Linked DNA regions of Mus musculus: region 1 is linked to region 2. A link is a contact called in public HiChIP or PLAC-seq data. All regions are on one chromosome and are shown on one strand. Each heading gives the region's core, a stretch centred on a gene start, on an enhancer-like site or on the middle of the called end of the contact. The rest is flanking DNA. Distances are from core to core; before and after follow the strand shown.

Region 1 (3,562 bases), core at 347-2,846, 970 kb before region 2:
GGGAGATTTCAATCCAATGGATTAAGAATCAATGGTTTGTTTGGTTTGTTTTTTTTTCCCCCCAATGAATATCATTGTAACAATCTCTTTCTCTGCACACACAACGTGAAGTGCTTAAGACAATGGGTGGTAAGAGGGAGCAGACAGCAATCAAGCTGTCAAGTTGTAAACTCTGGTGGAGAGGGAGAGAGGTTAGTGTGGGCATCAGGTTATGTATGCCTGGCTCTAAATTACTTCACACCGTATGAAGCATCCAGGCCCTGCTTTGCCCATTTTGCAAGCAACATTTAGCTTCACTGAAGGTGCAAATCCTGATGCAGAATGAGTGTGCGCCTCATTCAGGCTATGAACCCCAGGATCTGTGCAGCATCCTCTAGGAGGCCCAGGCTGATGAGTGACTTGGGTAGGCTACAAACTTACCAAAATCAAGCCGGGGTGTGAGAGCACCTGGGCCTATTAAAACCACATCAGTAAAACCAGGCCGAAGAGCTCATCAAACAGACCAGGCCAGCAAAGGGGGACACACTTTCACCTGAGCCACAGCTAAAGGATGCCTAACAGTGGGTGACAGGGACCCTGCTAACCTATCATCTGACCCAGTGCATGCATCAGGGGCCTCAGGAGCAGCAAAGTCCGGATGGTCATCATGGCTTCAGCCCATCACAGTTTCCCATTGCCTCACTGGCCACTGAAATCACAGTCATCAGCTCATTCATCCAGTGACCCTGAGGCACAGCTAGACCCCATGGCCCCGTGGCTCTACTCTGCTCACTGCCACACACCTCTAACTGGGTTCGTTCGTATCTAAGCATCTGTGGTGGCTTTCTCTACATTTGTACGAACTCTGCCTCTGCTTCCAATAAGATCTCTTTAAAGTTTGTGGCCTCTTTTGTACCATTGTATAACCTATTCTTTCTCTCTCTCTCTCTCTCTCTCTCTCTCTCTCTCTCTCTCTCTCTCTCTCTCCCTAACAGTATTTCTCAATCTGTGGGTCATGACTACTTTGAGCTGCCTAATAACCCTTTCGCAGAAGCAGATATCCTGCATATCAAATATTTACATTACGATTCATAACAGTAGAAGAATTACATTTATGAAATAGCAATGAAATAATTTTATGGCTGGGGCTCACCACAACCTGAGGAATTGTATTAAAGGGTTGCAGCAGTGGGAAGGTTGAGAACCACTGCTCTGTAACCTACGTATGTTGTGTGAAGTGTTGGGTGTAATCTGAGTTAATGTTACTAATTACCATCAGAATGAAAGAATGTGCAGTTGCCAAGAGCTGGCCATCACAGGAAAGGAGGACTTCTTGATACGTGGCAGAAAGAATAAACCTCACAGATCCTGTGAATAAACTTTACAATCGGCATGACTGAAGGTGTGAATGTGGCCTTTTATGTTTCTACCTGAGTGGGCTAATGATAGTCAGTTCCAGGGTAGGGAGCAAGGATGGAGGAAGGAGCTTGAGGAGAGCAGAGGGACCCAGGAAGGGGAGAAGGGATTGTTGGAGAGCAGCCTCTCAGACTGAGATCCACTTACACTTCCGCGTACCAGTCCATCACCTGAGGAAGTCAGGGCATGAACTCTAGGGGAATTTACAGAAGAATACCTTACTTCCTTGTTCCCATGGCTTGCTCAGCCTGCTTATTATATAAAGTAACCCAGGTCTATCTGCTGGGGGCGGAGCGGGGGGGGGTGGGGGGGGTAGGAAGCGCGGCTGGGAGGCACCGCCCACAGTGGGCGGAGCCATCCCACATCAATCACTAATCAAACAAACACCTCACAAGCCAACCTGTTGGAGACACTTCCTCAGTTGTGGTTCCCTCTTCCCTAAGGACTGTCGTTTGCATCAAGTTTACACATACACACACACACACACACACACACACACACAGAGAGAGAGAGAGAGAGAGAGAGAGAGAGAGAGAGAGAGAGAGAGAGAGAGAGAGAGAGAAATCTGAGCATCTATGCTCGAGTAACATAGAACAGATAGTGAGTTCACTTCCTGAATGGGAGGGAGAACAGGAAAGAACCGATGGGATCATTTAAAGAACAAGTAGTGAAAACCGAGGAAAGACCTCTGCTCGCTGCTCCAGCACCCCAAGATGCTGGCTGCTCCAGCACCCCAGAAGAGGCCAGAGCGAATTAAAGCCAGCCCACAGTGGTGCTCTGCCACTCTAGGTACAAAGGTATTGTCTTAGCTCCTTTGCTGATTTCTCCGATGAAACACCTGACTAAAGCCATTGAAAGAAGTAAGGGTTTGCTTTGGCTCGCTGCCCATCGTGGTAAGGAACTCATGAAACTAGAAGCTGCTGGGTATGTTTGCATCTGAAGTCAGAGGTCGATAAATGGCTACTCTCACCTAACCTTCTCCTTCCATGTAGCCCAGGGCCTCCAGACCAAGGGCAGACCTTCCCATCTTAATGAACTAACTTTACATAGATTTTCCCAAGCAAGCCAGGATGTCTCTCCTAGGTGATCCCAGACCCTCTGGTGCTGATGATGGCTATTAGCCATCCTAGAAACTGAATATTTTCTCTGCTTTGTTTCTTGGATTTAAGTTAGACACTGTTACTAGGTAGCGTGTGTTGTTTGCATCGAGTAATGTGTGAAAAATACATTGTGTTCTTTCTAGCTAATTGGTGAACTCCTAAGACATTATCTCAAATTTGTGGATTCATTCTGTGTTAAGATTCTAGAAACAAATGAGCAAGAAATTCATTCATTCATTCATTCATTCATTCATTCTTTTTCTCTCTTTCTCCCTCCTTCCTTCCTCCCCTCCCTCCCTCCCTCCCTCTCTCCCTTCTTCCTCCCCTCCCTCCCTCCCTCTCTCCCTTCTTCCTTCCCTCCCTCCCTCCCTCTCTCCCTTCTTCCTTCCCTCCCTCCCTCCCTCTCTCCTTCCTTCCTTCCCTCCCTCCCTCCCTTTCTCTTTTCCATCTCTCTTTCTCTCTCCTTGGGTATTTGCTTATTTTGACACAAGACCTCACATATCCCAGGCTAGCCTTGAACATGCTATGTAACTATGAGTTCTTGGTCCTTCTCCCTCGCCTCCTGAATGCTGGGATTATCCGATACTCAGTTCTGCAGTTTTGCTTTAAGAAATTGCACAGGGTTTTTGGACCTTCTTAGGCGCGCTATCTAGGACGAAGCAGTTAAGTGGAGACTCGGTAAGTAGCAGAGCTGCAGCCCAAAGGCTGTGAACACTTGCAGACTTCCTCTTGCTGCAGAGAGGTCTCTCATAGTTAAACCCAAAGGTGACTAAGTAAGACCCACCTGCATTAAAGAGGACTTTCCTGCCTTACTCAAAATTCAGCAATTTCGTGTTGACTTTCCCAGAAGCATCCAGAATGATGCTTGACCAAATCTAGTCTCCTTAGTTCAGCCATGCAGGCACATGGAATGGGCCACCACAGACCTTGGACCTTCCTGAGGCCTTCTGGATCTCAGTGTCACGAAGGCCATGGCAGCTATGGAGCCCTAGAAAAAGTCACTGTCCCCAGATAGAAATTCTCAGAAAACAACCATGGAATTAGAAGGAGTAGAAGGGTTATCAGGT
Region 2 (3,280 bases), core at 293-2,792:
TCTGTCTCCTCACTCTGAGATGTCACAAGTACTCCCGGAATAAATTCTAAATCTGTTACCCGGGATAGCACGGCTTTAGTGAACAGAGAGATGCTGGTGGTACTGATATTATACACACATGCCTGCAGGAACACACAGTTTAGTGGCTCCAAGATCAGCTTGTTGGATAATGTTGGAGTCTCTATTCTCTAGGCTTAATGTCTTCCCAGATCCTCCTGGCAGATCATCCTGAAACTTCCAAAATCTGTTCCAGCACAGCTTGGAACCCTTGCCAGTTTCTGCCTTTGTATCCATCTTGGTGGCTCCGGAGCCTGCTTGGCTTGTGCCTCTGTCTGCATGTCTATGTCCCACTGAAGACCTCTGGGGACAGAAAATGGTACAATTGCACCTTTCTCCACGATCCTGGCTTTGCTGATACCCCTACCAAACCCTTTCCATGGAGACTCTATCACCAAGGCCTTAGTGAATAAGCCCCTGCTCTCTGTGGCTCCAACATCACCAACACACTGGACCAGCCAAGTGTCATTGACCTCTGACTCTCTCCACTTCCTTTTTTTTTTTTTTTTTTTTTTTTTTTTCGAGACAGGGTTTCTCTTTATAGCCCTGGCTGTCCTGGAACTCACTTTGTAGACCAGGCTGGCCTCGAACTCAGAAATCCGCCTGCCTCTGCCTCCCGAGTGCTGCGATTAAAGGCGTGCGCCACCACGCCTGGCTATCCACTTCCTTTTTAGGTAAACAACATTTCATGGTTCCCTCCAAGATACACAGTTCTGGGCCCAGTGCCTAAGTGGTTTTGTGTGGTGGACGGATGAGGTCCTGAGTGAGAGAATATTGACTGGAGCCCAGCCATGTCAAGGACTCCAGTGCCTCAGACCCCTGGGGGTGACTAGGTCTTCTCCTGGTCCAGTACAGATGTGGACAGCATGCACCATACACATCAACCGCAGCTTCTTTCTCCAGAATGACTGCAGCCTGAGGCTGCTCCCTACAGAGACCTCCTACAGAGATTAGCTAACCTGCTCCTCAGGATATATAAGGAACATACTGGGTTTCCTGGCCATTGGTACAGCTCTGTTAGTGCCCAGCACCCACCCGATCTCAGTGTGGCTTCGTTCCCTGTCACCCCTATAAGGGCGATCCGAAAGCCTTGCATGTTGTAGCAGTCCTGGGCAGGTTCTTCACTCTCCAGTGGTCTGTACTCTCTCCTTAGAGAACTAGGGAAGACAACACTGGTTTATATGAGAAACATGTTGTATACCCTCAGCATGTGCCAATCACTGCCACCCACCTCTTCCCAGGCCAAAGGAGCGGTTGTCATAGAGGTGTGTGCTGGGTGGCTCCCATGGCGCTGACAATCTGGCCAGCACATGCACCACACAGCAGTGTTTACTTTCCAGTGTCAGCCTGGGAGTTCGCGTGTGTAAGATTTATTTGTGTTCCTTTATACTGTAGCTCTGACATTTGGGTCTTGGGGTATTATTAGCAAAGAACACGATTTCCTCATTCCATCTGAATCATGAAGGAAGCATTTCTCTGGGTCTGTCCCTACTAGGCTCTGCTGATCCCGTAGATTTGACTAGTCACGGAAATAAAACTATCTACCCAACATCAGCCCAGGACGAGAAATCTTTTTCAGAGAGCATTTTTTTTTTCTCAGTGGAAAATTTCAGAGGAATCCGTCTGTGCTGCAGGGTGCTCACACCATCTCCCCCCACTGAGGTCACACCTCCCCATGCCCAGGCACGGTCCCCCTGTGGTTTAGGCCCCACTCTGTGCAATTACAATGCTTATCTTTATGGTCCGAGCATGTGTTGTATTCATGCTCTGGGCCCATGATTCCCAACTCTCCTGCAAGCCCATTCAGGACCAAACTTTCATCCTTTTTGCATCCCTAGAATTTAGTATCTGGAACTATTTGTGACTGAGTTTCTATGTGGAGACAGGCACAGCGTATTTACTCAGCGTATGACCCAGCTGCTGGCTTGTCATGTGACTTCTAGGAAACCATGCAAGCTTATTCTGCCAACTCTAGGATGAGGTGAGTAAGCTTCGCCTCCCAAAGAAAGCCATTGCACGGTAGATGTAGATGTGAGCCCTCTGAGATGTACAAACTCACTGATGAATTCTTTCCAAACTGAGCAGTCTGCATGCATTCACACTATAGGAATAGCCTGAATGCAAAACAAGCCAGAAATAGCCCGAATGGGAAGCTGGTTAAATAAGCTGTGCTGTATCTATACAGCAAAGAGGGGGAACGAACTATGGATATCCATACAACATGGGTGGAAATCCAACTGCTGAGTAAAAAACTGTTCTTGAAAGATAGCACTGAGACAATGTGGATGCAGGAAAGGTAACACTAGCGAGGAGTTTCTGGGGATTCCTGAAAAGGTGGGATGCTAAAAGACAGTGGGAGGGATCCTGGATGCCGGGATACTAACTGTACAATGAATGATAATATCTGGTTGTGGATGGCAATATATGGGTTATCGATAGCAATATCCCAGGCATTGTGACATTGATCCCTCGGTATTATTTCTTGCAGATGGAGAAATTGTTTTTTTAAGCTTTTTTTAAAAATAGGTTTATTTATTATTATGTCTAAGTACACTGTATCTGTCTTCAGATGTACCAGAAGAGGGCATCAGATCTCATTACGGATGGTTGTGAGCCACCATGTGGTTGCTGGGATTTGAACTCAGGTCCTTTGGAAGAACAGTCAGTGCTCTTAACTGCTGAGCCATCTCTCCAGCCCCAGATTGCAAATTTGTACAAGTCTCAGAACTGAAACTTTAATTCAAAGACACACAGAGGAGTTATCTGGTCAGAGCAGAAGTTATAAATCACCAATTTAAGCTTACTGATTCCCCGATCATACCAGCTCATCGATCTGCTTTAGTTTAGTTGCTTTTATATGTCACAGTTCTCATCTATGACTGAATTGGACACTGGGAATCTCAAGACCACAAAATGGGAGGTCAAAGAACTGAGGTTTGGATTCCTGAAGCACAATCTACTCCAGTGTGACAGTCAGGATTTGGATGGAGACTCCTCTGGACATGATACACTACTAAGTATCAAGAGCATACAAGTCCAGGGTTCCTTTGGGGGCAAGGGAAATGTTCTGGAATTAGATATTGGTTATTGTTGAAAAGGATCTGTGGCTATTCAGCCATCCCTCCACATCCACAGATTCAACCAACCACTGCGCAAACATTTGTATCGATCATTTGCAGACGTTTCTCTTGTTATTAGTCCATGAACAAAAGACTGTATGCTT

The links. HiChIP or PLAC-seq counts read pairs in DNA pulled down with a chosen protein or histone mark.
Region 1: a contact with region 2 is called in a FOXA1 HiChIP or PLAC-seq map of pancreatic cancer cells. The contact joins two enhancer-like sites. A contact is called at or near these places in 1 of 39 promoter capture datasets (hippocampal neurons) and 1 of 115 datasets of contacts at active chromatin or transcription factors (pancreatic cancer cells).

Annotation. Positions count from the first base shown.
Region 1 is chr5:149,432,510-149,436,071 of GRCm38.p6, reverse strand. No RefSeq gene overlaps it. Among named protein-coding and RNA genes, the nearest start is that of Tex26, 5.4 kb to the left of the region's middle. Within about 2 kb of position 1,596, at least 37 of the 459 cell types and tissues checked have an H3K27ac peak or open chromatin away from gene starts, as enhancers often do. A contact at or near this core is called in pancreatic cancer cells, where this site is marked.
Region 2 is chr5:148,462,828-148,466,107 of GRCm38.p6, reverse strand. No RefSeq gene overlaps it. Among named protein-coding and RNA genes, the nearest start is that of Slc7a1, 65 kb to the right of the region's middle. Within about 2 kb of position 1,542, at least 23 of the 459 cell types and tissues checked have an H3K27ac peak or open chromatin away from gene starts, as enhancers often do. A contact at or near this core is called in pancreatic cancer cells, where this site is marked.